7 separate regions of the Mus musculus genome follow, and regions 1, 3, 4, 5, 6 and 7 are each linked to region 2. A link is a contact called in public HiCAR-type, HiChIP or PLAC-seq and promoter capture Hi-C data. All regions are on one chromosome and are shown on one strand. The core of a region is the stretch at or near the end of the contact, and the rest is flanking DNA. Distances in the headings are between cores, read along the strand shown. Region 1 holds the start of Mettl16 (methyltransferase like 16). Region 2 holds the start of Tax1bp3 (Tax1 (human T cell leukemia virus type I) binding protein 3). Region 3 holds the start of Mnt (max binding protein). Region 4 holds the start of Smg6 (Smg-6 homolog, nonsense mediated mRNA decay factor (C. elegans)). Region 5 holds the start of Pafah1b1 (platelet-activating factor acetylhydrolase, isoform 1b, subunit 1). Region 6 holds the start of Sgsm2 (small G protein signaling modulator 2). Region 7 holds the start of Cluh (clustered mitochondria (cluA/CLU1) homolog).

Evidence for each region. Promoter capture Hi-C pulls out the DNA fragments that hold promoters and counts their contacts. HiCAR-type assays count read pairs that join an accessible place to other places. HiChIP or PLAC-seq counts read pairs in DNA pulled down with a chosen protein or histone mark.
Region 1: a contact with region 2 is called in a promoter capture Hi-C map of pre-B cells, with 7 times the contacts expected there. The contact joins the promoter of Mettl16 here to the promoter of Tax1bp3 in region 2. A contact is called at or near these places in 13 of 39 promoter capture datasets (the 3T3-L1 cell line, 3T3-L1-derived adipocytes, the C10 cell line and 7 more) and 5 of 115 datasets of contacts at active chromatin or transcription factors (astrocytes, cardiomyocytes, embryonic forebrain and 2 more).
Region 3: a promoter capture Hi-C map of stem cell-derived epiblast-like cells shows a contact between it and region 2, with 5 times the contacts expected there. The contact joins the promoter of Mnt here to the promoter of Tax1bp3 in region 2. A contact is called at or near these places in 16 of 39 promoter capture datasets (the 3T3-L1 cell line, the C10 cell line, the HPC-7 cell line and 10 more), 4 of 484 Hi-C or Micro-C datasets (embryonic stem cells, liver and uterus), 16 of 115 datasets of contacts at active chromatin or transcription factors (DN3 thymocytes, T-cell acute lymphoblastic leukemia, acute myeloid leukemia and 9 more) and 3 of 9 other capture datasets (adipose tissue, embryonic stem cells and liver).
Region 4: a HiCAR-type map of astrocytes shows a contact between it and region 2, with 4 times the contacts expected there. The contact joins the promoter of Smg6 here to the promoter of Tax1bp3 in region 2. A contact is called at or near these places in 1 of 39 promoter capture datasets (cranial neural crest) and 1 of 115 datasets of contacts at active chromatin or transcription factors (astrocytes).
Region 5: a promoter capture Hi-C map of liver shows a contact between it and region 2, with 4 times the contacts expected there. The contact joins the promoter of Pafah1b1 here to the promoter of Tax1bp3 in region 2. A contact is called at or near these places in 18 of 39 promoter capture datasets (the 3T3-L1 cell line, 3T3-L1-derived adipocytes, the C10 cell line and 12 more), 5 of 484 Hi-C or Micro-C datasets (B cells, embryonic stem cells and pre-B cells), 10 of 115 datasets of contacts at active chromatin or transcription factors (the 230-238 cell line, bone marrow-derived macrophages, embryonic forebrain and 6 more) and 2 of 9 other capture datasets (adipose tissue and liver).
Region 6: a contact with region 2 is called in a promoter capture Hi-C map of pre-B cells, with 2.8 times the contacts expected there. The contact joins the promoter of Sgsm2 here to the promoter of Tax1bp3 in region 2. A contact is called at or near these places in 9 of 39 promoter capture datasets (the 3T3-L1 cell line, 3T3-L1-derived adipocytes, the HPC-7 cell line and 6 more) and 1 of 115 datasets of contacts at active chromatin or transcription factors (embryonic stem cells).
Region 7: a contact with region 2 is called in an H3K27ac HiChIP or PLAC-seq map of extraembryonic endoderm stem cells, with 10 times the contacts expected there. The contact joins the promoter of Cluh here to the promoter of Tax1bp3 in region 2. A contact is called at or near these places in 10 of 39 promoter capture datasets (the 3T3-L1 cell line, the C10 cell line, the SN4741 cell line and 5 more), 3 of 484 Hi-C or Micro-C datasets (bone marrow-derived macrophages and embryonic stem cells), 12 of 115 datasets of contacts at active chromatin or transcription factors (astrocytes, bone marrow-derived macrophages, cardiomyocytes and 7 more) and 2 of 9 other capture datasets (adipose tissue and embryonic stem cells).

What each region holds. Positions count from the first base shown.
Region 1 is chr11:74,769,499-74,772,213 of GRCm38.p6, forward strand. It overlaps Mettl16 (methyltransferase like 16), which reads left to right and starts at 1,365. Exons shown (of 10, transcript NM_026197.3): 1 at 1,365-1,486.
Region 2 is chr11:73,175,399-73,178,461 of GRCm38.p6, forward strand. It overlaps Tax1bp3 (Tax1 (human T cell leukemia virus type I) binding protein 3), which reads left to right and starts at 1,685. Exons shown (of 4, transcript NM_029564.2): 1 at 1,685-1,944. The coding sequence starts at 1,906. Emc6 (ER membrane protein complex subunit 6) reads right to left here and starts at 1,644. Exons shown (of 2, transcript NM_025318.3): 1 at 1,541-1,644; 2 at 105-1,353. The coding sequence starts at 1,305. The coding sequence ends at 973.
Region 3 is chr11:74,829,434-74,832,362 of GRCm38.p6, forward strand. It overlaps Mnt (max binding protein), which reads left to right and starts at 1,491. Exons shown (of 6, transcript NM_010813.3): 1 at 1,491-1,968. The coding sequence starts at 1,896.
Region 4 is chr11:74,924,418-74,927,117 of GRCm38.p6, forward strand. It overlaps Smg6 (Smg-6 homolog, nonsense mediated mRNA decay factor (C. elegans)), which reads left to right and starts at 1,437. Exons shown (of 19, transcript NM_001002764.2): 1 at 1,437-1,586. The coding sequence starts at 1,499. It overlaps Srr (serine racemase), which reads right to left and starts at 1,531. Exons shown (of 9, transcript NM_013761.5): 1 at 1,202-1,531.
Region 5 is chr11:74,723,044-74,725,743 of GRCm38.p6, forward strand. Pafah1b1 (platelet-activating factor acetylhydrolase, isoform 1b, subunit 1) reads right to left here and starts at 1,341. Exons shown (of 11, transcript NM_013625.4): 1 at 956-1,341.
Region 6 is chr11:74,895,644-74,898,383 of GRCm38.p6, forward strand. Sgsm2 (small G protein signaling modulator 2) reads right to left here and starts at 1,426. Exons shown (of 23, transcript NM_197943.3): 1 at 1,182-1,426. The coding sequence starts at 1,238. Tsr1 (TSR1 20S rRNA accumulation) reads left to right here and starts at 2,437. Exons shown (of 15, transcript NM_177325.3): 1 at 2,437-2,572; 2 at 2,734-2,740. The coding sequence starts at 2,476.
Region 7 is chr11:74,648,082-74,650,989 of GRCm38.p6, forward strand. It overlaps Cluh (clustered mitochondria (cluA/CLU1) homolog), which reads left to right and starts at 1,423. Exons shown (of 26, transcript NM_001081158.3): 1 at 1,423-1,613. The coding sequence starts at 1,514.

The DNA of each region.
Region 1 (2,715 bases), core at 115-2,614, 1.6 Mb after region 2:
GGAACTTGATAGACAGTATAGGATGAACTCATACTCCAGCTTCAATATCCCAAATGCTTGGATTTACAGGCCTATAACACCATACTTAGGGTTAAATGAAGGAAAAATTGGGGGTAGGGCAATTGGGGGGGTATTAGCATAGCTAATAAAGTAGCCAAGGTCAGTGTGGTCTTGGTCCTGTTCTGCTTGGTCTGCAAGGTGGAGGGAAGCAACTGGGCTCCCTGAAGACAACTGTTCCTTCTGCAGCACATAGCTTCGTCTATGCAGGTAATTGCCCTCAGTGAGTACAGAGGAGGCATTCCCGTCCTTTGAGGCCTAGCATTGCTCTATAAAAGTATTTCTTGATCAGTCCTACTGTTCCAGGAATTCCAGGTGACTGACACAGACAATCTGAAAACACCCTTTGGCCAATCTGGAACAGAACATCGTACAAAACTGACAACGAAATGCCTATTGGTGGGGAGGCAGAGGCATTTCTGAGTTCAGATTTCTGAGTTCAAGGCCAGCCTGGTCTACAAAGTGAGTGCCAGGACAGCCAGGGCTACACAGAGAAACCCTGTCTCGAGCAAACAAACAAACAAACAAACGCACGCCAGGATTTTATCCTTTTGCTTCGTGAGTCCAGATTCAATGCTTTTTTTAGCCAAATCAGTTTCTTTAAAAAAAAAAAATAGAATTTAAAAAGAGGTTTACCTTTATGTGTATGGCTGTTTGCCTCCATGTTTGTGCACCACGTGCACGTGTGCCTTCCAGAGGGCACTTAGGGACTAGAGTTACAGCTGGTTTCGAGTCACCATATTGGGGCTGGGACTCGAACCTGGGTCTTTTGTTAGGGTAGCCATTTCCCCGTCCCCTATCCCACCCAAAACAGTTTCTAAGTACCAGTTATTTACCCATCTCACAGGTTTATCTGTAACTACTGTGTCATCACACAGATTTGCTGTGCACTTAAGTGTTAATTGCCATCAAACCCATCTAGCCTTCCTATTTCCTGTCCAAGACTAGATTTAGTACTATTTAGTAAGGCTGGGGAGAGCTGAAGAAAGCTACATTCAAAACAAAGGAAAACAAACGTTTACAACTTGGTGGGGTAGCCCATCCCTGTAATCCCAGCACCCAGAAAGGCCAGGGGAGGAGGGTAGTTCCAAGTTCCTGGCCGGGCTCCATCACATAGCTGCATGCCAGCGGACTAGTGAGGTCTTCTCCATCCGCTAACCTAAGAAGACTCCCGGCCGACCACACCCCCAAACCTGGGTGAAAACTCACCGCCGTCTCCAAGTATCGCGATAGTTCCTTCTTTCTTTAGGCTAAGTCAAAAGTCTCGCGAGAGTAGTCTGTCCAGTCACGGCGCGGATTGGCTGCGCAAGATGGCGGCGCGCTTGGAGCGTAGCATCTGCGTTTCCAGGAGCTTGGCTGTGTGAGTGGTGTGGGCTTGGTGATTGCGGGCCTGTCCGCACTCCGTCCGCCTGCTCCATTGGCCTGCGAGGTGCGTGGTTCAAAAATCTCTTATCCGGTTGCGCACAAGGATCGCCTAAGAAGCGGCTCACCTGCTTTTCTCCTCCGGTTCTCGGATCCTTGGGGGCTTACCGCTGGGTCAGAAGCCGGGGACCCGGGCGGGTGTGCGCGAAGGCCGGCGGTAGGTGGGAGGAGCTGGAGGAGAGATGGCCTCGTCCCTCGCCTAGGCCAATGCTTAGAGAGCGCTGAAACCCAGGGGAAGAAGGTGTGGATGAGCCGGGGAAGTGGCGGAGGAGAAGTCAAGTTTGTGAGGTGGGGGCGTGAAGAGAAAACGGAAGTGTTGGGGTCTAGGTGGGAGACATCTGTTGAGTTTTCTGTTCCTCCTAAAAACTTAAAAAAAACAAACCCACAAAACAGTTTGTAGGTGTAGGTGTTTTGCCAGCCTGGACGTCTGTGCAGCACGTGCACAGTGCAGGCAGAGGCCAGAAGAGGGTTGTGTCATGGCACTAGGTGAGCAGCCATACGGGTGCTGGGAATCGAGCCCTGGTCCTTTGGAAGACCAGCTGGTGCTCTTGAACGCTGGTCTGTCTCTATTGCCTCCATAGTTTGACATCATAAAAGCCAAATTTAGAGTATCCTATAAGCTTCAGTTTTAGAAGAAATGATGTGTGAAGAGATAAAGGCCAAGAGAAACCCAGGAAACATGAAGTTTTAAAGAGGAAAGAAGGCTGGCCTAGAGGTCTTTTGGGTTTTGGACTCGCTCCGATGAGCCTTTTTTTGTTATTGTTGAGACTCAACTGGGCTGCCCATTCAGAAAGAGAATGCTGTGTGTGTCTCACACAGATGGAAAGTATTTCATAGTTATTTCCTTTATTTTCTTTGGTGTTGATGACTGAGCCCAGGCCTTGCACGTGCTAGACACATGCTCTGTCACTCGGAGCTAGATCTCCTGGTGACTTCATATTCTTCCCAGTCAACCAACAGTTGAGTGCCTCCCCTTACAGGCCCTATTTTGAGTATTGGGGTACAGCAGGGAACAAATATGTTCCCTCATGAAGTTTACTGGTAGGGAAGGTTTTTTTTTTAATTAAAGCAAATGTGTGGGGAATGCCAAGTGAGTAAATTTCAAAGACAGAAGGTGGGCGGGAGGCTGGAGAGATGGCTCAGTGGTTAAGAGCACTGACTCTTCTTCCTGAGGTCCTGAGTTCAATTCCCAGCACCCACATGGTGGCTCATGACCATCTGTAATGGGGTCTTATG
Region 2 (3,063 bases), core at 435-2,934:
ATCCCCAAGCCTAGTCCAGACCTGGTGCTTTTGTGTATTCTTTCATGGTATCTATATTATCTGTAAAGCCAAGTTAATGCCATCTCCCCAGTTAAGACTACAAATTCCATGCGCAACATGTTTACTACAAGTCTAACACAAGTATTTATTTTTTCAGTTAAACATGTATTTCATTCTAAAACCCTCCTCTCAAGGAAGGATTATGAATGAACATATAGTCAGAGGCATTTCAACTGAAACAAACTCATTTGATTAAATGTCCACATAACCTAATCGCCAGAGGACAACGATTTAGAAAAATAGCTTGCATTTTTTGTTATAGGAAAGGCGACTGGCTAAACCTGGTGTAACTGGAACTTAGCTGATTTCACTCACGTGGGAAAGCAGTGGTTAGTGGGAGGGGGTGCTAGAAGAGGACTCTTACCCAATCCAGCAAAAGCAAACAGACTTGCAACTGGACCTCGGCCCTGCCCCCTTCCAGACGAGCCACTTCTGGCAGAGACAACTAACTTCTCTGTGCTTCAGGTTTTTCATTAACAGAAAGTTAGCAGTAACATCTCCATTGCTATGGCGAGAATGAAAACACACAATGCCGGTACACAGTGAAAGCTTAGTAACACGAACTGTTACCAGTTCTTAAGATGTTAACGTTAAATTCTCTCATGTATACTCTAGAGGTCCCTTTGGACTTACTAGGCGTTAAATCCAAAAAAATATACAGGCTGTGGCCTCGTACTTGCTCTCCAGGGAGCAAATCTTGGCGACTTCAAAGCTTGGCTAAGCAAGGAACGACAAGGTGTCACACTTCATTTAATCTGAAGAATAATATTACAGGCTCTGTCTTCAGATATAAATTATAACAGTACAGAACAAGCAGCGAATTCCAACAATTTAAAATCTAAGTAAGTCTACCCGGTGTTAATTCTGGCAAGAGCCTTGCCGATCTGTTTTAAAGTCACCCCTGCCCTCATTTCAGTAGACGTGCACCATGCCATAGAGGAAGGTCCAAAAGAGGACGTAGGTGAAGAGGCCTCCAATGAGGCCTCCCGTAAAGAGAGGTCTTCGTGACTTAAAATATTTGTTCCACCTCCTTCCCGCTTTGAGAATGAGGAGCAGGGAGAGCAGGACGGAGGCAAGCAGGTAGAAGATGAAGCCGTAGAGGCCGGTGAGGCCGAGGATGCCGGCGGTGGCCCCGGACAGCGCTGACACTGAGGTCCGGCAGTAATCCAGGACCGCGGCGTTGCCTCGCACGGCTGCCTCGCTGATGAACGGCGGCCCTTCCCGCTTGGCCACCACCGCGGCCATCGCACCCGCCGGGGCTCCGCTTCTGCCTTCACGCCGACTCACGCGGAGCTGTGGAGAAAACCGAGTTACAAGTGGAGCCCGAAGCCTGGCGAGCTGAGCGCACGGCGCCTCCTCCCCCTGGGACCTCCGACGCCGTGCTGGGGGCCTCTGACCTCCACTGCACGCCGAAACTGAGGCTCGGGCCGGCCCGGGACAGCAGCACATCAGCACACGCCCGACAGGCTCGCGGAGTTACCTGAGACGCCGCGGCACACAGTCCCTCGTGTTCCCTCAGACAGGAAAAAGCGGAGAGTCCCGCGCCGCCATCTTGCGCTGGAGGCTGCTGGGAGGGCTCGGTTTGCGCAGGCGCACAAACTCCGCCCCACCCTCCTACGCTTGCGCCTCGGGCGCTCTCCCCTCCCGCCCCACTTCAGCACACAAGTCCCGGGACTCCGGAAAGCCCAACAGCGCTCCAGATGCTGATTGGCTAGAGACTTCTTAAGTATTCATGAGGGGGCGGGCTGAGCAGGGCTGCCCTTTGTTAACCAGGGAGGGCGCGGCCGCGGGCATTCTCGCTGGGGGTCTCACCGGGCGCTGTCTCCTTGACAGATTTCGGTCGAAATGTCCTACACCCCGGGCCAGCCTGTCACCGCCGTAGTGGTGAGTGCGCTTGCGCGGGCTCCTTCTCCTCTTGGCTCACCCCCATTTCGCAGAGCGGCAAACTGACATCTAGACAGGCTGAGAAAGTATAGGACCCGGGGCTCCTGCGTATATTCCGGTGGCCGTTTCTGCTTAACAGTGCTGCAGCCTTCCCTGGCCTGGAGAGGTGGCTGGGACCTAAGAGCCTCCCGGGACCCTGGGCAGAGGCCAGATCCTGTGCACTGCCGCCGTCGGGTGGATACCTTTTACTAGGCGCAGACCGGGAGGACGTAGGAGAAAGGCTGGTCCGCGGGAGTGTTAGAAAACTCCCCTGCCCTGGGCCTCCTGTCCCCAGCTGGGCGGCCGTGGGGGGCGGGCGCCGATGTCCTGTGAGTCGCAGCCTCTGGAATGAGGAAGCGTTTCCTCTGCTCCAGCCGGCACACTGCCGCCGCCGCCGCCGCCGCCGAGCCGTAGGAGATTTAGGGGGTGGGGCTGGCCAGAGTTTGTGCATCCCCCTTCCCGCTTCTCATCCGGCCTCGCTGCTCTTGGGACAGACCCCTCGAGAGCTAAGGCTTGGTCTTCTGAACTTTTTAGGGTACTCAGCCCTTGATGCTTAGTGTTTGTCCTGTGCATGACACTTAAGCTTCTAGACCTTTCCAGGGCCTCCTTCTCGGTTTGTCTTGTGTATCAATCAGGTGTATTTGAATAGGCAACAGGATGGAGGGGTAGATGTTACAGTCTGATGGGGGCGCTGGCCAACCCTGAGCAGCTGAATCCCAAGAGAGAAGCATCAGTGCCCAGTTTCCTAAAAGGAAGCTTTTAGGAAGGACACAAATCACTCCCCAGACAGGGCCTTACTCTTAAGCTTAAACTGGCCTTGAACTTCTGGCAGTACTCCCTTCTTAGCCTTCCAAGTGTTGGAGTCACAGGTGTGACTTGTGTCCACAGTCCTGGAACTGTAGGGATGGGCCTTGTTAGATGGGTGTGTTGGAGGGTGGGGGCAACAAAGCTACTGATAAAGGTGGCTTGGGAGGGTGAGCTTCCGGCTAGGATATCCCAGTTTTTACTCAATTTGTACCAGCCTGATTTTTCTAGGATCCTTCACTGGCTGCCCCAGAAAGATCATCGAGTTTGACCCTA
Region 3 (2,929 bases), core at 241-2,740, 1.7 Mb after region 2:
GCATTGGCTACCATGGAGGTTGAAGCATTAACAGGTAACTGACTATCCCTAGCACTGAGAGTAATTGCATCGGCTTCGTTGTGCCCATAATATTCTAGTGCTTTTCAATGCTAACTGTACGAATGGAGATTGTATGGCTTTCCACCAAAGAGAGTTCCAGATGTAGGATATTTTTGTTGTCCTAATCAAGAAGATGTAAGTGCTCAGCCCCCTTCCTGAACTGCAGTTTGATAGTTCTTCACTTTTGCGAGGACCCGAGGTGGTAAGAGGCAGCTGGCGGTTGAGAGAGGTCTGACTAGACTACGAGTTGCTCAATGAACAAGGAGCAGTTGGAGTAGTCCCTTCACTTGGGCCTCAGTTTTCTTACCTGCAAAGTGCAATGATTTGGGCAAGCTGACTTCAAAGATCTTTCTGACTGTACCTAGGGACAGTCCTAAGCCCTGCAGCCAAGATAAAGACTGACTGGCGAGCTTAGGAGAGTGCGCGGTTCCAACCCAACACAGTGAGCGACCCCGCCCCGCGCCCAGCGGGCCGCTAGGGTAGCGCGCGGCTTCCGCCCTCCACGTTGTTGTTCCTGATTTAGGCCACGCCTCCTCGGCCTGGGCTTTGGACGCTTCTCCTTTTGATTACTGGTGCCGGGGCCCAACAACGAGGTGCCCTCTAGAGTGGCACACTTTTAGTCCCCACCCATATCAGAAACCGGTGGACAAAGAATTTAGGAGAAGGGAAGTAAGCCCTGGTTTTGAATGGGAGGGTAATGTAAAGCAGGGGATGGACTGCGGAATTCCCCTGTAGGTGTCTCACCCTTCCGTCACCCGGTGGCCCTATCCGCACCCGCTAATACGACCCTGTAGACACTGTCCCTTTAAACCGAAGGCTGGCGGCGCGGGGTGTCCATGTGGAGCTGCTCCATGCCGTGTTGTCCTGCCCGCCCATTGGCGGGCGGCCTGGTGATGTAGCCTAATAGGATGCGAACGCACTGCGGGGGGAGGAACAGAGACAAAATCCGGAACGGGATCAGCTCTCCCGTCCCTCTGTCAGGACTCTAGCAGCCTGCTGTCAGCTCCGCCCAGGGGCGGATCCCGGGGGGAATTGCGACAGACCGGACGGCTGCGGGATTTAGGTCGTGTCTACGTGGGGCGAAGAGACCTAGGGGTCAGACTATAGGTCTCCCTGACCTGTGTCACCGCTGTCTCAGCTAACCGAAGCCTTGGGCTTCCCATTCTCTCAGCAAGGCAGATCCCGCCGTGAATGCCCTAAGCACGCAAACCCCGTTTAACTTGTGGCTGGCCACGGAGAGGAGGGGCAAGTAGGGAAAGCGGAAACAGCGAGGAAGCCTGGTTCCATCTTCTCACCCCCACCCAAGCCACGTGTGCGCGCGCGGTGGGCGGGGCCATCCCTGGCGCGGCCCCGCCCTCAGTGAGACGCCGCGGCCCTGCGGGCGGGGGCTCCGGTCCGGGCTTTGGCTGCGGCCCCGGTGTAGTAGCGGGGGCGGCGGCCGGGGGCAGCGCGGCTCCTTCCCTTGTTGTGTGTGTCGGTGCCTCCTCGCCATCTTGTTGCAAAGCCCTTTCTTGTCGGCGGGACTCCGGGGGCCGCGGGGCGGGAGGCATCGGAAGGGAGGAAGAGGAAGAAGGAAGGAAGAAGGCAGTGCCGCCTTTTTTATTTTTTGCATCAAAATTTTTTTAATTTGCAAATTTTTATTTTGCAAATATTTTGGGAGACATTGATTTTTCTCCCCGTGCTCCCCCGTTCTTTTCTGAGGAGTGCGCTGCGCCGCCCAGCCCTGTCGCCCCCCGGAGGTGATCCCTCCCTCCTGCCGGCCCGCCAGCCTGACCTGTGCTTGGCTCGCGGGCCGCAGCCTCGGCCCCGGCGCGCCCCCGGCTGCTCTCGCCGCGATGAGCATAGAGACGCTACTGGAGGCGGCCCGCTTCCTGGAATGGCAAGCGCAGCAACAACAGAGAGCACGTGGTGAGCGGCCCGGCTGGGCCCCTGGGGCACTGGGCAGAAGGGGAGGCCAGTGACCCCGATCCCTGAACCCACTGGAAATCGCAGGGAGGCCCCTCTATGGCGCGACCTAAAAAGCCGGGCACAAACTCCCCGCAAGAGCTGCCGTCCGGGAGGAGTGATGCGAACGTTGAAAATAATTAATGAATTCATTAACATGCAAAGAAGGACCCAGTTTCTGCGGGTACCACCCTAGCTGACTGGCACCCCCGTACACCTTCAGTGGGGGGCCCCTTAGTTGTGGGCGGGCGGCGCCCTCGCTACCATTGAGGATGTGTGAACCGGGGGATGGGGAGAGGGATGTTGATGTGTGGGGGTGGCAGACCCGCGTGTGCTTGCGTGTGAGCACCAAGATGATGTGTGATGGGAACCGGGGAAGAGCGGATGAACGGACCTGTACACGGGTGTGTTTGTACAGCACACGAGTGGGCGTGTGCGTAACTGAGTGGGGGTGGGGAATACTCTACGCCGAGCTGCTCTTCGGATTCCCTGGCCTGGGCTGGAGGGTGCGGGGAGCGCTCCCGGCAGATCTACGCGCTGCTTGGGGCGGAGGCGGCCTTTGCAGAATGAAATGACATCGCGTGTCTTATGATCCTGGCCAGCCCCGCCTGACCCCGCCTCCCAGAGCTGGGCTGGGTCGCACGTCTAGCTTTGGCTGAGAGCTGCGCTGATTGGGTGCATGTGAGTGTCCCGCGGGTCGCTGGGGGCAGCCCTAGGCCCCCCTGCCTTGCCCTGCTTTAGCCGGTGTGGAATGTGGCGTGTCTGCGCGTTTCAAACCCGCTCTTGGCTGGAATGTTGCGTGTGCCTGCGTCCCAAGCCCGTTGGTTACCCGGACTGCTGACGTAGTCAGGCCCCGCCCCCGACCACGTGCACGGGGGACACTCCCGCTGGGGACTGTGCGGCCCGGCCCCTCCTCACCGCCTCG
Region 4 (2,700 bases), core at 187-2,686, 1.7 Mb after region 2:
GGTCAGTGCTCTTACCCGCTGAGTCATCTTGCCAGCCCCAGCAAAGCAGTTTTTATATTTCCTATTCCTCTCAAATCTTTTGACAAAAACTGCCATTTGTTCTGGCCACTCTAATTAATTATACCCATTCATTTGAGCTGTTGACTATTTCTCAGTCATTGTCTTTCTCTCTCTCTCTCTCTCTCTTTTTTGGTTTTTCGAGACAGGGTTTTTCTGTATAGCCCTGGCTGTCCTGGAACTCACTTTGTAGACCAGGATGGCCTCGAACTCAGAAATCCGCCTGCCTCTGCCGGCCCCTCCTCCCCCAGTGCGGGATTAAAGGCGTGCGCCCGGCATTTTTCTCTTTTGATGGTGAAATATCTGTCACATAACAGGAACTGTATGAGTACTATCAAATATTTTATACTATGATCAAGGCATAACTGGTTATTACTTTTTGAGGTCTAAAGGGTCAATGACTGTGTGAGACAGGGAAGAAGGAAAGACTGGAGAAAGGCAGTCTTTGGATAGGAAGTTTCTCCACCCCACCGTTTCTAATAGGAGTTAATGGTCAATGAGCTTAAAGTACCCATCTTCTAGTCTAATTAACTTTTTGCTTCCTTTTTGGGGGACAAGGTCTTCTAATATGTTGCCTTGATTAGCCTCAAATGTGCTATGTTGCCCAGGCTTGAACTTGCAATGCTCCCACCACAGCCTTTGAAGTACCGTGAATATAAGAATGAGCTATTTTTACCAGCATCAGTAAAAATTTAAAGATGTAAAGATGGGAGAATTGACTTGAGTACTAAAAAAGTAATTTTAAAAAATTCTCAATGCTAACAGTAATTCCCAGATCGAATAATTTCCTTCTTTTTTTACCTCCACACAACGACCTCCAGCAAGTCTTAGGGATGAACTGTCATAGACTTTAGTACTCTGGTACAATCAAACGATACACGGAGCAATTTACTTCTTCCACTCTCTGAGATTCCGTTTACCAGTAATGGGGATAATAATAAAAGATATTTAAACTCCACAATCCAGGCCTACGGTAAGGAGACTTCGGCCTAAAATGATCGGAGGAGGCCGGGTTGTAGGATGTCTCCGTCAATCCGAGCCCCAGATCAAAAGCAGTGTCCTCGGTGGTCACCGCAGCAATACTGGCATCCCTAGACCCGAATGCCCACCTGACATGGGCGAGTCACACCTGGCTGCGCCTCACCTCGCCTCCAGAGCGCTGCGCCTCCACCTCCGAGCCTCGGCGGACCGTCCTAGCTTTACACCTCTGCGCACGCGCACACGCCGTCTCCGCGGCCGATTCGCCCGCTCCGGCAAGGCCCTAGTTGAACGTGCTGAATGCTTTTGCTCCCAGTGCGGCCACCGTCGTTTGGGGAGGGCAGGCAGGAGGGGGGCGGGGAAAAGGGTGGGAGTGGGTGAGCGCGCGCCGCCCGTCCGTCGTGGTTTCCTGGCTGCGCGCGGCGGTGGCCGAGTCGCCGCAGCTGTAGCAGCCGCCGCGAAGATGGCGGAGGGGTTGGAGCGTGTGCGGATCTCCGCATCGGAACTGCGAGGGATCCTGGCCACTCTGGCTCCGCAGGCCGGGAGCAGAGGTGAGTTGCGCCGCCCAGCTGCTGGGCCGGGCCTGCCCGCCCCGCCTCCCTCTCCTCTGCCTCCTCCCCGCCCCGTCCGCGGCGCTCCGAACCCCCGCCCCTTCCCCAACAGTGCGCCCGGGCCTGCGGCGGCCCCTGGGAGACAGCGAGGCTGTCGCTCCGCTCCCTCGGGCCCTCGGGGCAGAGCCCAAGCGCGAGTTTCAGCCTCCGCCCTCTTGCTCGGCGCGGCGCCGTGGTTGTTCTCCGGTGCCCTAACCCTCTCACGCCAGCGCCTGAGTTCCAGTCCGGAGGAGACACGAACTGGCTTGGGTGCTAGGGTCCGGTAGAGGCCCCGAGACGTATTGTTCCCAAAAGAATAGTCTGTGTATGTGTACCTTTCCGTAGTCCTCCGTTCCGCGTCGGAGAGGAGGAGCTGGGGAAATTGAGGAGAAAGGCTTAACAGGCTAGGACTTCCTTTGCTGAACTTACCCCCCCCCCCCACCCCCCAAGGCTGGTTTCTAGTGCTAGGCCACTGGAGGGATCCAGGACCTCAGAGAGCTGACTCGGTTTTGTTTTGGTCTTGGCGTGTGTGGGAGCAGTTGTGATCAGAGAGAATGCTTAATTTGCCAGTCTCCATTCGCATCAGAAAAGCGCGAGAAATATTTTGGTGTCTGGTCTCCTTCATTAGCCAGTGTTGCTTAGGATGACAGTTACAGAAGATACCTTCTCTAGGATTGTGGCTAGAATTTGTGAGGTTGGTTTTTATTGGCCAACTGAATTGGATTAACCAGGCTGTTTTCTCTCTCTCCTCTGGAAAATAGTAGTCACCACCTCTCCTGGCTCCGCCCCAAAACTAAGTTTAAAAGTTTACTCAGGGTGCTGAGGTTAAACGGCTTTATCTTGGTTCACATTTGGTGGAGAAGCTAAACTTTTGCCAAGGCAGCAGTATCTTTTATTTTGTGTTTGTTTTTCTTTTGAGACAAAGTCTCACCTTGTAGCCAATACTGGCCTTGAATTTACTGTGTAACCCAACCTGGCCTTGAGTTTGGATACTTTTCCTGACTGAAGCCTTCAGAGTGCTGGAATTATATGCATATGCCACCATACCCAACTTTCAAGTCAGAAACCTAAAATT
Region 5 (2,700 bases), core at 91-2,590, 1.5 Mb after region 2:
TGCGCTCCTCCCAAGGAGTTTCTTGCTAAGTCACTGGAAAAAGCAGGCAGGATAACAAATAAAGCCAGGCACCTTGCTTTCTCCTATCTCAAGACTGAAATTCTTTCCTCTTGGGAGACGAAATCAGCCCACCGTCTCAAAAAAACATTTTCTCACCTGGGAGGCTAGAGAGGGTAAATAGTCACAGCGTTTCCTAATGGAGTGGAGAGATGGGATGAAGGGAATGATCGAGAACCTGGGAGCTCAGTGTTAGCAACGTCAAAAGACAACTCCCGTGCGAGGAGTCAGTAGCAAAAAGGAAAATCCTGCCCGATTCGGTGGGTGGATGCTGCAGATCTTTACTGAATGCAGAGGCTGGACCACCACCGCACCGGGGGGCCGAGGGCCTGAGCGGCGGGCCATCCTCCCCGGGTCCACCCTCAACCTAAGGACAAGCGGAGAACCCGACGCCTGGAAGGCCTGGTAGCTGCTGGAGCCCCGGCGGCGAGTCGCCAGCCAAGGAGGGGTGGGGACTGCGGGTTCGCTTCCGCGGCCCAGGAGGGCTGAGCCCTTTCCCCAAGATCAGAGAGCGACCTGCTATCCACGCCCTTCCCACCCAAGAATACTTTTCTTGCTAAGTCACGGCGGCAGGAGGGCGATGCCGCCCGAGAGGCCACGGCTTGAACCCTCAGCAGCCTGAGTAGCCCACTGCCAGGGTCGGAGGAACCGGAGCCAGGGCAGCGCCCTCCCAGGCCAGGGCCCCCTCCTCGGTGCCTCTCACTCAACGGCCGTCGCGGCCGCCATTTTGAGAGCGAGGAGAGGAGAAGAAGAAGGAGGAGGCAGCGGCGGCAGGGGGAGGGGAGAATGGGAGGGAGGGGACCGGCGCAGCCACATCGTCAGGCCGCCGGCCCGGCCCGCAGCCACCCGAGCGCGATGGAAGAGACAGAGGGGAGGGCGCAGAGCGTCGCCGCCTTACCGGAGCGCTGCACCACCGCCTCCGCAGGGCCTCTTCCGTCCTTCACTCCCATCCACCAGCGGGGGAGGGGGAGGGAGAGGGAAGGGAGGAAGGAGGGAGGGAGGGAGGGAGGGGGAGGATGGCGCGCTGGGCCCGGTCCCGGGGAGGGGGAGGGGAGGGCCGCGGGCGGGCTCCTCGGCCGTTCCGGGGCTCGAGCCCTAGCCCAGCGTTCGCTCGTCCTCTCGCTCGCGCCTGAGCGCTCCCCTCCGGGTCCTCCTCGCTCCCTGGACTCTCGGCTCGCTGCTCCTTCGCTCCCTCACTCGCTATCTCGGCCGCCGGACTCCGCCGCCGCCCCGCCGCTCCAGCTCCGTCTGTCACAGGAGCTGCCCCAACGCCCTGACGTCACCGCGCCGCCGCCGCCCCAGACCCGCCAGGAAGAGGGAGGGGAGCGGAGGGCCCGCGGCGCATGCGCGGGCCGGGCCTGGGCCTGGGCCTGGGCCTGGGCCGCGCGCCCTTCCGCAGGGTGAGCTGGCGGCTGTACCCGAGCCGACCGGCGAGCTTGCGTCCCGTCCGCGGCTTTTCTCGCTTCTGCCCCCTGATCCCTTGGGAAGCTTCCCTTTTGCTCTAAACTGCCTGACGGCTGGCGTCCATCACGACTCTTGCTCTGCCTCAGCGGTCACTGCGCTGTCCCGGCGGACCGCGGGTACCCGGTGCACTGGCATTTCGGCCCCTGCTGGCTAGAGCAGGAGCCAAGCCAGGATGCTTCCTTTCTGCCTTAGCCTGTGGGATTATTCCCCATCCCCCACCTACCCACCCACCCAAAAGGACCAAAGTAAATTGGTGGGCTTGGGCAGAAGAGCTGTTGAGGTTAAAAGGCAGATGGATTGCCTTGTGTTCCTTTCTGGTACAGATTTTTAATCGGAAGGAATCGCCTGTAGATGTGATTCAGCTATTCTTTTCCTTAGTCACATGTATTCATCAGAGATTCTGGAAACTGAAATCCACAGAAAGACCTGGAACTTTATTCTCTACAAGACATGTCTGTGTTTTATTATATTATGAATTGTATATTGATGACAAATCTGGGGGGATTTGATGTCAATTTATTCCACAAAGAGACACTTGATTTTTGAAAGGGAAGGTTTGGGGCTCTGAATTATTCAATATAGGATATTTAAGTATTGAATGAGATTACTTCATTATCCACTTGTGTTTTCCAGCACTGAGGCTTAACTGATTCTATTGCGTCCCTCGATGAAGGTAAATACTGTAAAAATCACTTGGGAAGCTGCAGAGTTAATGTCTCCAGTATGAATCCTGGTGTCACCACTGGGAATGTGACCTTGACTAAATTATCATATCTCTTTTTGGCCTCAGTATCAGTATAAAATAAACCCAGTAGCCAAACAAAGTGGCACATGGCACGTAGCCCAAGCTACTCAGGAGGCAGGAGACCAGCAAGAGCCCAGAAGTTCTCTGCAAGCCTCAGGAGCATCCTTTTTATAAAAAACAAAAAACAATGATGATAGTAATAAACAAGCTAGGGTGACTCACATCTGTAATGCTAACACTGAGGAGACGGAGGCAGGAGACTTGCCACGAGTTTGAAGCCAGCATGGTGTATATAGTAAGACCCTATCTTAAAATAATGATTTAAAGCTGGACATGGTGTTTTAATATCAGCACTTTGGAGGCAGAGACAGGTGGATCTTTCCAAGTTCAAGAGCCTTCTCTACCCAGTGAATTCCAGGACAGACAACTACATA
Region 6 (2,740 bases), core at 176-2,675, 1.7 Mb after region 2:
TGAAGCTGTTCATGCAAGCTGGAAAGGTGATGTCAAGAAGGAAGGGAACAGTTAGGGCACACGAGCCAGGTCAGGGTTAATGCAGAGAGTCCAGAGTCTTCTCAAACCACCGTCAAACTCCAAGGGTGCATGAAAAAATATGATACATTTATGTATGTGAGAGAAACAGTATTATCCTATTTTAAAAAGAAACTAGGAAACCAAGACTTGAGTTTAAGTAACTTTACTCAAGTTCACAAGTAAAGCTCAAGTAAGTCTGGACAACTCAAGACTATCTCACCAAACCTCAGTTTCCAGGATCAGCAGCTATATTTATTAGAGTGCCTACCAGTGTGCCAGGCTCTGGAAACAAAACAGTGAACAAGCAGACAGGTTTTTTGTTTTGTTTTGTTTTGTTTTTGCCTTCCATAGTTCACACCTGGTAGACCCAGCTAGAGAGGCAGGCTGAGGAGGGAGGCCTCACTCATCTCATCTACACTGCAGGCTCTTTCACAAGCTGGTGAGTCATTCGTATGAGCAGCCCCCCCCTCCCAACCCCCGAAATTGAAATGAGCTTCTAAGCAGCGTCAAGGTAAAGGGAATTAGTGGAGAGAAACTCTTGTTTCTGAAGGATTTCCCTCAAAAGGGCAAAAATAATCTGAGTCTTAAAAACCATTCTTAAAAATACCCGAGTTCCTGGGTAAGGAGGTGGGCGTGGAGGGAGAAACGGTGAGGTGTGCAGCGAACCCTCTGCTAGCCACGACTCACTTGCCAGGGGAACACAAGAGGGCGGTGTGTTGGACACCCGAGGGCGAAGCCCCTGGAACTGTGGCTCGCAGCCTCCAGGAGGCCCGTGGGGACCCCGCCCCCTCCCCGGGCAGTACCCGCAATGAATGGGCAACTCGGGTTCTCCAGCAATCGCCGCCACCCCTCCCCCGATCGCGGTCTCCCCGCGCTGCTGCCGTCACTGGGCGGGGAACGGGAGCACCGTGGAGCAAACAAGCCCCAGGGCGCAAGCCTGACCCTGGCCGAGGGCGCTGCCCGGGACATGCAGAGAGGGGCGTGGGGCGCGGCCCGCCCAGGACCCCGCCCCCGCCTGGCACGGTGGGCTGGCAGCCGCGCGCGTGGGTGCCTCCACCTCTCTGCTCCCGAGCCAGCGCGGGAGGGGTGCGAGCCCCTTGAGACCTTGCCCCGGACCGTACCTCCTTCTTCACGTTCCACAGCAGCTTTTCTTTGACCGCGTCCTCTGCGCTGCCCATGGTGCGGCAGGTGGCGGGCAGGTGGCACCGAGTGGCCCCCCGAGCCCCCGGTGCGCCCTCACCGCCTCCGCGCCTCCCGACTCAGCGCCCCACACGCGAGGCGGAGTCCCCGCCCGCTGCGCTCCCCGCCTGCAGCCGCCGCAGCCACTGCCCGGTGCTCAGCTCCGCAGCCATCTTCCGAGCCCCGCAGACGTCAGGCAGCAGGCCCGGCCCCTTCCCACTGCCGGCAGGGAGGGGGTGTGTGCGCCGCAACTGGGGAGGTGGGGGGGGGGGTCAAGGGCGGGTGCGGACGCCTGGGGGCGTCGGGGCCGGGCGCGCGCCGCAGGGACGGTTGTCATGGCGACTGGCCGGCTCCCGCCCCGAGGGCGCGAACCCGCATTGTGAGCGCTGGGAAGTCAGCCGCTCCGGCCTGCGCCGCGCAGCGGGCGGACTTTGGGAATGTGCTTGTGTCTGGGCAAACCTCAACCACCGTGACCGCTCCCGACTTCTGGCCCCTGGGAGAGGAGCTATACGGAGCCAGGGTCTCGGCTCTGCGTCACTGTGGTTCGAACCTGGTCCTGTCACTCCTCCGGATCCTGTGGAGTGTTCATATATTACTTGCAGCTCAGTCGCAAAGCTTGCAGGAGGAAAGCAAGGACCCGACTGTGAGCTCCTAAGAACAGGTGCCCGAGCGCAAGGGGAAGTCTTCGCCCTCCTCCGGGTCGCCGACATCCGCTTTGGTTCATCTTGCAGATTTGTGGGAAGAGGGGGGCGCGAGTTGGAATAAGAGACATTCCAGAGCCGGTGACACGAGCCCCTTCTAAGTGCTTCGCGTTGGAAATTAGAGTAATAGAGGAAAGGAAAGGCCACTCAGGTACAAATGTCACCCCTTTGTACAGTTCACTGGGACCGCAGAGAGCGGCGTGCAATAGTCTACGTGAAAAGACTTTTATTTCTTCCCACGTGATGCAACTGAAGCGTGCAAAAATGGAAAGATGGGCGCAAAATTGACCTCCTAATCCAGAGCCGGAGCCGGGAGACTCCTGCCGGCATCCTCCATCTCTCAGCAGAGGACTGCAGCGTGGGAAAAGGCACCACGACGTCTCTGCGGACACTCAGGGCGCTGCGCTTGCAGGCTGGCGGCAAAAAACCTCGCGAGAGGTCGCGGAAGTGCTAAGCCTGAAGTCCGTCCCCAGGGCCGGAAACGCTCGGGTCCGCCCGGAAGTAGAGTTCACTTGGTGCACACGTGGACTGCAGAATGGCGGCTCACCGCTCCGGGCCGCTGAAGCAGCAGAATAAAGCTCATAAAGGCGGGCGGCATCACGGCGGTGGGTCCGCACAACGGGACAGCAAAGGTGAGTAGACAGGAGGGAGAGGGGCTGCTTAGCCGGTACCCGTGCCCACACCGAGACTAGACTTGGGACCCTTGCCCAAGGCTCTTAAGCGGCGCAGGAAGGTTCTTGTTGGTTGATTTGACTGAGAGGAGAAGAGCAGCCACTTCCGATCTGCCTTCCAGGCCGGGT
Region 7 (2,908 bases), core at 173-2,672, 1.5 Mb after region 2:
CTTCCTTGTGCAATAGCCTGAAATCACTTCTCCTTAGTCCTGCTCAGTTCTCCTTTGCCCTCACATAACAGTCAAGAGGATCTTTCTGACACATACATTTCTCTCCTCCCTCTCCCTTCAATGGAGGGTTCCTTCTTCTTTTGGCTTCAGTTCTCATCATCACATGTGCTCTAGGGGCAAACTGAACTTCCTATGTATTCTATTCTGACAGTGTGTTACTATGTAGCCCAAGCTGGTCTCCAAATTCAGGTCCTCCAGCCTTTACCTATCAAGAACTGGGATTGCAGGCCCTTGTGGTCACACTAGATCTCTAAAAGGAAAGCAGATTTAACTTTCCTTTGCAATGTATACAAGGGTGTATGTAGACCGCTCCCATCTCAGCCTCAGATTGCCAGGGTCCATTAAATCCTAGCAAGTGTAAAGACTGTGTTTAGTGTTTCACAAAGGGCTTTTCCACCTGTGCATGGAAGGCTTACCCTGTCCCCTCTCTGCCTGAACATAACTGTCTGGATAGACCTGGTTTCAATATCACCTGAGACTAGGGTTGTCTCTCAGCAGTAGACACCTTTACCATGCCAGAGGTCCTGAATTTAATACTCAGTAGGGCACACACAAGAAAAGTACCCCCCCTCCCCCAGCAATCATGGACCTCACTCCTTATTCCCCACCCAACCAAAAGAACTGAAAAATAGATAACAACTATAGTAAGGATCTATTTATTGGTCTAAATCTGAACTTGTTCTGTGACTTTGGCCCTCATTGTCCTTCACTGTAAACCAAGATAGTGGCCTGGAAGTGAGTGAGTGTGTGTGTGTTTTACACAGATAGGGGAGGAGCCCATGGTGCTGAGTCCAAGTTTTCATAGTCTGTTTCTGACACTTTATGCATATTTGCAACCTGCACACCTTCCTCAATAATCCACACTTGATCTTAGCCAAAAGGCCTAGAAGCGATCTTCCTCAATAATCCAAATACACTCTAGACCCTTCCCTTCAGTAGGAAAGAGCCCACTCGGTGAGGAGGATACAGAGGGTCGTGATAACAAAGCTGCTTTAGAACGACGCGGTCTTTTGGCAGATGCTCAATAAGAAGCAGAGGGTCATTGGGGGAGGGGGAATAGGGAGCGAAGGCAGTCCTAGACAAGTCTCCACCCAAGGTCACGGCGCCCGCCCAACGGGCGGCGAACCTAGGAAACGTCTCCCGGAAGCCCCGCCTCACCAGGGGGCCGAGGCCTCTCCCCTTTGAGCCCGGACGCGTTGCCTTTAAGGCTTTGAAAGAGTCACTGAATCTGTGAACTGACTACGGAGTGCTCGGTGTTTTGTCCCTCGTCGTCTGCCGTGGGCAGGCCGGGCGCGAGGGCGGGGTAGGGGAGCGGCGGCGGGGTCAAAGGCTAAAGCGCGCACCACGTGGGCCGGTGACTCCGTCCTTCCCGCAGCGGCCGTGGCGCGCAGGGCACTTGGGTTAGTGGCGCGGCGTGCGGCGCGGACAGGCGAGCCGGACGCCTGCTCCCGCCATGGTCATCAAGACGGACGAGTTGCCGGCGGCCGCCCCGGCCGACAGCGCCCGGGAGCACGGCTCGCAGGCCGGCGGCAAGGGGCGGCCGAACGCGGCTGGTGAGTGAGTGGGCCGGGGGCAGGGACAGCTGGGCTAGAGCCCGGGCCGAGTCCGGCCGGAGGGCTCGGGACTCGGTGGGAACAACCGTCTTCCCTCCGCGTCAGTGTGGGCGGTGCACTGGGCCGCCCCCGCCCTGAAGGTCACCTTCAGTGGCACCCCCGGCTACGGCCTGGACTTCGCACGTGGGGACCGTGGAAGGGCATCCACGGCGGACACACTCGCGCAAGATCGCGGGGACACGTGCGCGCACACGCGGTTTGGTTTCAGGGTGCGCCGCCGCCGCAGACCGATGGAATCGGCGGCCCCACCCCCTCCGCGCCCCTGCTTGGGGAGCTCTTGGGGCTGGGGGCAGTGACACTTGCGGCCCTGCCACCTTCTGGTTCTCTTGTCCTAGACGTTCCTGTGCGGCAGAGCTGCAGCACTGTGAGTGAGGCTCAGTTTGGAGCTGCCCAAACTTGGACTATGGGAAGAGCGCAAGTTGGGGTGTGTGTGTGTGTGTGTTATTGGGGTGGGTTGTCTCTGGTACATTCTTAGAGACAAGGGCTTAACCCCAAGTCATCAGGCTGTGGTCTCAATTCTTTTAGTTACTGGCCTCCACTTGATCAGGGGTTTGGGGTCCTGCCTGTGTGTGGGCAAAGCCTAGCTGTTTGTCAGGGGGAGGTGTTTGTGCCTGAACTTGATCATTAACCTGCCTTATTGCGAAAAGTGGGTCAGACTAGAGCTGCTGTTTTTTTAAGGCAAAGGTCATTAGTGTGGAGTGGAGCGCCCAGCTCTCCCCCGTGGGGGCTGTGTGGTGGTGGCTTTGGGAGTGGCAGAGGCTTGTCTAGGGGTGGGGCCTACTTCTCTTGTACTTAGCCTGTGCCCTTTCTGTTAGTTTTTTACCAAGTCTCAGGCTCCAGCCTTGAAACTGGAAACCCCTTCCTAGGGCCTCCTCACTTTTCCTCAGAGCCAGCCTGGTCCTTTCTACCCAGGATGCCAGTGAGTGCAGACCCTCTTTATCTCTCTTTTCCTCAGCTCATCTCCTTATTCTTCCCAGCTCCGGTGAGCAGACTAAGGCTAACACGGGAGTAAGGATGGCCCTAATGGGCCTAGCACTTGCTAGACTGTTATCCATCACAGTGGACTTACCTTGCCCAAGACAAGGCCTGAGTTGTACCCAAGCACAAGAAGTGCTGAAAAATGTCGTGGCTCTGAATCCATGGGCAGGCTGGGTAAGAGAAGGTTAGAGCTGCCTGTTTCCCCTCCATCAAAGAGATCTGAAGAGATATGAAGCAGCTTGTCCAAGGTCATAGTG